Linked DNA regions of Sus scrofa: region 2 is linked to region 1. A link is a contact called in public HiChIP or PLAC-seq data. All regions are on one chromosome and are shown on one strand. The core of a region is the stretch at or near the end of the contact, and the rest is flanking DNA. Distances in the headings are between cores, read along the strand shown. Region 1 overlaps ZNF217 (zinc finger protein 217). Region 2 has its middle 150 kb from the start of ZNF217.

Evidence for each region. HiChIP or PLAC-seq counts read pairs in DNA pulled down with a chosen protein or histone mark.
Region 2: a contact with region 1 is called in an H3K27ac HiChIP or PLAC-seq map of alveolar macrophages. The contact joins two enhancer-like sites. A contact is called at or near these places in 2 of 47 Hi-C or Micro-C datasets (alveolar macrophages and embryonic fibroblasts) and 1 of 2 datasets of contacts at active chromatin or transcription factors (alveolar macrophages).

Annotation. Positions count from the first base shown.
Region 1 is chr17:54,621,815-54,624,925 of Sscrofa11.1, forward strand. The region is part of intron 1 of ZNF217 (zinc finger protein 217); the gene reads right to left. Among named protein-coding and RNA genes, the nearest start is that of ZNF217, 8.4 kb to the right of the region's middle. Within about 2 kb of position 1,652, at least 23 of the 83 cell types and tissues checked have an H3K27ac peak or open chromatin away from gene starts, as enhancers often do. A contact at or near this core is called in alveolar macrophages, where this site is marked.
Region 2 is chr17:54,775,226-54,778,336 of Sscrofa11.1, forward strand. No RefSeq gene overlaps it. Among named protein-coding and RNA genes, the nearest start is that of ZNF217, 150 kb to the left of the region's middle. Within about 2 kb of position 1,701, at least 1 of the 83 cell types and tissues checked has an H3K27ac peak or open chromatin away from gene starts, as enhancers often do. A contact at or near this core is called in alveolar macrophages, where this site is marked.

The sequences.
Region 1 (3,111 bases), core at 402-2,901:
ACACAACTTTCCTTTCCTTCTCTCCACTTCCTCAAAGAGCAGAGGCCTGTAGGCTCAGAAGAGGAGGAAACATTTCTTCCTCTTCTTTACACTCAGAAGAAGAAAATTCTCATACTCCTGGTTATCTTTAGTTTTGAATAAACTAGCTCTTTAACATTAAACTTTTCTAAATAAGACTGCTGATCAAAGCTTAGGGTAAAGAAAGAATGGACAGAAGTGTTTTATCTTGATTTCTTAGTCTTTTGTTGCAATCACAATGGATAAACACATGGGCCGGCTACCGGCTGGCTGGGCAGGATATGATAGAACACTCCAGAGACCCGAGTTCTAGTCCTAAGTCACAACCTTAAAGCTGTCACGACCACCTCCCCCTCTTTCTCCGTCTGCTTAACGCAGATGGTTCAATTATACGGTGACCTGCAGAGTGCCAGTGTTGAATCTACATTTATGGACACACATACTCAAAAGAGTATTTCAAGATTATGTTCATCAAGACATTAAATGATATTTGGATATGTGGCTGATAATTCAGGTTTCTGTGTAGTCGTTTACTCATTCAACAAATATTTACTGAGTGCCAGTGTCCTGGGTAACATTTTAACAACACATACTCCAGAAAAGCAGTTCTCAAACCCTGACAACACTGTCTTCACTGGCCAACAGCTGAAAGAGAAAGAGAAAAACAACTTAAGGAGCTCTACACAAAGTACATCAATCTACAGGAATTAATTTCAATTTTGAATGAAGACTGTCCTTTATTTGAGGTCCTTTCTACTTTTTGTGCCAACATACCTTTCTTATAAAAGGGAAGTGTGGCTGGCAAGAGCAGAGTTTTGGTGGTTGTTTTTTTTTTAATGTCCTAATTTGGCAAAATCAAAGTCCCCCATCAGACTTCAACGTGATTGTTACTTTTCCTTTTTTTGGCTGCACCTGCGGCATGCCCAAGTTCCCTGAGCCAGGGATCAAACCCGTGCCACAAATACCAGATCCTTAATCCCTAGGCCACCAGGGAACTATTTATTATTATTATTATTTTAGAAATTTGCCTAGGCTGTGACATCTTTAAGTATGGGGGAACTCCACTTTTCTATAAATAATCTTTCCCCAAAAGACCAATCCTAAACTCAGTCTCTGGATTAGAAACATGATTTGGGTACATCCCTCTTATTTTCCCTGTGAGGTAACAGCATATACTAGAAATTCCGGTGTGAGAGGGACGGTTTGGTTTCAACTTTTATCTCTGAAACGCTCAACCATGTGGGCTAAGGCAGTCGTCATCAGCTCCCAACACAAGACACAGTGGGGAAATCCTAGGAGAAAGAGCTTCAGTGCTGCCCAGGAAGGTGAACAGGATGGAGGCCTGAAGATGCAGGAAGGATGTCCTAGGCTAGGGAGTCTTGCGGCGCCGTCAGATGGGGACGAAGACCCTCCCAGGCAGAACTGAAGGACTGCTTCCTCCAGGGAAGCTTCTGGGACAGATTCTCGTAGTCATGACCTGTGCCCAACTGCCCTAGCACTAGACTACCTGGGTCACGACAGCTTCACTATTCTCCCGAATCTTAGAAAAATCATGAGCCATTCCTTTAAAGGCAGATCCCTGGGGCAGAAACCCTGTGGGCCTGGCTCACTGCTGCCCCCCAGTGTCTACAAGGGGTTTCTGGCACAGGGTCAGTTAGGCCCTCAAGAAACAGCTGGTGAATAAAGAGACACCACATAATCAATACAGTGTAGTGAGTGTGTGAATCTCTGGCCACAGTCACCAACATAACTTGATATTAAATTAATGCGAATGCTCATCAAGACTTCTCCATGGCTCTCTGTGGCTGTCATCTAATTACCGTCTTCTGCAATGTTAAGAGTATAATAAAAAATGAATCATATACAATCATACCATAAAGTTGACTAGCACAAGCAAAACTGTATCATTTGGATTTATAACCACTCTCCTTACAGGCCCACAACAAAAATGCAGGCATGCCAGGGAAATCTCTCCGAGCAAATGCCCTCAACTCTTGACTCAGGCAAAACACTTCCTTAAACTATAAATCAATAACCACATTACTTAAAACCAATCTGCTAAACAAAAATCAAAAATCTTTAGAGTGCCTGTAATAATAAAGACTTTAATAATAACAGAACTAACCCCAAACAGACATGCTAACCTATTACGACTGTTAACGACCAACCACCATGCCAGTCGAGAAGAGTGTGTGTGCACACAGGCTTCCCAGAACCTTCGCGTTCTGTGTGTGCAGCAGCGTGGGGGCACACAGTCGCCAGCAGCTCGGCGATGGCAGAGCTGATAAAGTAGATTGTCCTGACAAAGAACTGGGGGTGGGGGGCAAGGGCGATATAAGCCAACACCTCCCGTCTCAACTGCTTTTAGCTTGCAGAAAAGTGAGCATTCGGAACACACTGAGCTCGTTAAAAGGGACTCAGCCAGAGTGTTTTTCAAGGTCTAAAAAAAATGTTCTTAACCTTTACTCAGGTTAATGACAGCACTTAACCATCAGCCATAGACACCTAAGGTACCCAAAGCAAGAAGTTATTCTGCAGAACCTTATATTTGAAGAGAAGAACTAGGGTTTAATTTACATTGTGATCACTTAAGTAGATACTTTTCAATTTACCACAACATAAGCTTGGAAAAGAATGGGAACCACACTGCAATAACTACATGAAATCTAAGTCTGATGGCCTTTAGTCCACTTCTATTTTTTTAAAAACATTTTCATTTGTGAGTAAAGTCACCATGAATTGTCATACCTACAGACCTGGAAATTAGCAACCGCTACCCATGACACAATGCTTAGTGAAAAGCACCAACAAAACAGAGTAAACAGCATCCTGCTGACAACAGCTGCAACTTGGAAATCCTGTTCTTTGTGTCAGGCGGCACTCAAACCGTTACCATTCGAGGCTACACATCTCTGCTTCAACTGAACGGGTTATCTTATATGGCTGGGTATGAAATATTTATAACCAGAGTATGGAGCAGTAAGGTATTCAAGGTCCTTACAATCTGTCAAAAACACACAAATTCTATTTATTCTATCTGCAGTATATGCCTCCAATGTTCCTCCCTACCACCACCCAAGTTATCCAAATAAA
Region 2 (3,111 bases), core at 451-2,950, 150 kb after region 1:
CCCTTTGCATGTGGCCCTCGACATCATGATTCCATGGTGGCTGCTCCGTCACGAGAAGGGGGACATAGCCCAAACGGGAAGCAGAGGGAAGGTAATGAAGGGGCACGCGGCAGAGTCTAGGCCTTTTAATCAAGAACAAAAAATTCTCCAAGGAAATCTGGAAAATCTTGTCTTTTTCTTTCCTTCAGCCGCACCTGCACCCTGTGGAAGTTCCTGGGCCAGGGATGGAACTTGTGCCCCAACAGCGACAACACCAGATCCTCAGCCCACTGGGCCCCAAGGGGACTCCAATCAAGTTCTTCTTTTAGCTGGGCTTAATGGCACCCTGAATAATCTCAGAATGGTAATAATTAAAAAAATAAAAGAAATTATATATGAGCAACCAGTGCTGTGTACCAATTACCCCCTGATATTCCCTCCTCCCTGAAAGAGACCTTTGCTTCTCAGGGTGGCCATATCCTGCTGAGAATATCTGAAGCAGCCCCAGGAGGTGGGCTCTGATTAGCTTAAGCTATTCCGGGTGACCTTTTTCCTCTTACTAATGGTTAAGTTATGTATTGATAGGCGACATCATTTTGGACAATGAGCCAAAGGCGACATCATTTTGGACAAAGGATGCCAAGGGGTCTAGGGGAAGAAGTTCCTTCTTCCTAAAGAGAGACTTGAGGAACTGAAGAGCTTTTTTTCTGCCTCTAGATGTTTTGTGAAGATGTGAAGGCTGGAGTGAAATGCAAACATGAGGGGAGGTACCTCAAGGCCAACATGCTGGGCTTGGCATGATGAAGAGAGGAGGAAAATCCATGCTATTTAAGAGGCTATAGAGCTGCTAAGTTAGCCGAAGCTACTGTTCTTCCAGACTCCTTTTTTTTTTTTTTTTTTTTTTTTAAATGTGAGATGATAACTTTCCTTATGGTTTAGCTACTTTAAATTTTTTTTTTCTGCCTCTGCAGCATATGGAAGTTCCTGGGCCAGGAATCGAATCCAAGCCATAGCTGCGACCTATACCATAGCTGTGGCAATGCAGGATCCTTAACACACTGTGCCAGGCTGGGGATCAAACTCGTGCCTCTGTGGTGACCCAAGCTGCTGCAGTGACAATATCAGATCCTTAACCCACTGAGCCACCAGGGAACTCCTGGAGTTGGATTTTCTGCTCCTTTCCTCCCAGGGCATTCTAATGGATTCTCCTGTATGATGAGACCAATAAATGGATCAATGTTTTGTGTGTGTGTGAATAAACCTCTGAGTGATAGAAATAACTCTCCGACTTCATTTTCTCCCACTTCCTCCCAGTTTGCTGCTATTCTTCCACCAGGGCAAGAACACTCCCGCCTCAGGGCCCTCATGCTTGTGCTGTTCCCTCTGCCTGGAATGCTTTCCTCCCAAAGAGTCATTCAGTTTCATCCATCCCTTTATTCCGTCTCTACTCAATCATCACCTCATCACAAAGGCTTCTCCAACCACCCCATCTGAACTATAGCTCAGGGCCCTGCCCGGCCCCGCCATCTCCTCGCTCCGTTTTATTCTTTTTCATAGAGCACATCCTGTCTCTTGCTTCTTGACTGTCTCCTTAACCAGTGTGGAAGGCCCCGAGAGCCAGGGCTTTGCTAGATCCAGCTCCCTGCTCACACAGTGCCTGGTACGTGGCGGCCGCTCAATATATATGCGATGGCTGAGTAGGGAAGTTTGTTCAAAGTTCCCCTTCTGTGACTACTTCCATTGCGCCAGAGGCTCATATACTGCGGCGCTGAAGAATGCAGGATGTGGAGTCCAACACACCAGACGCTGAACCGTGGCTCTGCCACTTGCTGCGTAAACTTGGCCAAGGCGCTGAGCCCATTTCTTCCTTGATAAAATGTGAGTGCTGTTTTTTTTTTTTAAGAAGGGAGCTCATGGACTTGATGTCAGAGAGAAAGAAGATCATGAACATGACATCAAGGGCGTCACGTCGGGGGAGCCGGGACGTGGGAGGGGATCATTGTGCCATGGTTAGAGCCAGTAGCTCTGTACCCAGCAGCCGAGGTCCTCCCTTTGCCCAGGTGAGAGCTTTGAAATGAGACTTGAAATATTTCATCAGGCAAAATGTGGGAGAAATGTGAAAAAGGTACAACTAAATAAACATCTCGAAACTGCTGTCCGCCCGGTCCGTGGTAAGAAGACGAGAACATTCTTCCTGCACAGATGTTATTAGAGATGCTGTTTGCCAGAGTGGAGGATCTGGAGCCATCTGCCACCGCAAATCCTCCTGCGCTCCTTTGAAGAGAAGCCTGTTTCCTCCTCCTTCCCTCCGAAGGTTGACCAGTATAAACGCTGCTAATGGCAAATACAGGGAAAGAATAATCCCACTCAGCTATTTTTAGTTTCCCCTTGAAGTCTTACATTTCACATTTTAAGTTTGTTTTCAAAGTTCTCTTCCAACCCAAATAAACCCAGGCTCGAAATGAAAGGACTTGGGTTATTACATTCTGATTCTCCCAGGGGGAGGCAAGGAGGCCGGCCTCCCGAGGAATTCTCAGCGAGTGCATCGGCCGGGCGAGGACCGGACTGGTGGCCACGGCAGCCACTGCCCACGCCATCGCCACCAGCCGCTGCTCCTTGACACTCAGACTTGGCGAGGCGGCCAACTTCCCCCGACCTTTCAAGATAACCCATGCAAATAGAATCTTTCAGGATTTTCCATTCAGATCTTATGAAAACCTTTCTGTTCGCGTTGCTCCGTTGCTTGCTGATTCAAGGAAACGTGCCTTTTCATGTAGGCATTCGTTCAGCAAAGAGTTATGAGGTGCCTACCGCGTGCCCAGGACTATGCAGGAGAGTCCCTGCTCTCAGGGCACTTATTTTCTTTTTTTATCTTTTTAGGGCCACACCTGCGGCATATGGAAGCTCCCAGGCTAGGGGTCTAATCAGAGCTACAGCCGCCAGCCACAGCCAAGCCAGATCCTTAACCCACTGATCAAGGCCAGGGATCAAACCCACGTCCTCACGGTTTACTGGTTGGGTTCGTTACCTCTGAGCCACATCGGGAACTCCAGAGCACTTCTTTTTCATTAAGGGAACTGGCAAAGCACTAATACCAAAAAATGAGTGAATTTATAAATCATTACAGAATTG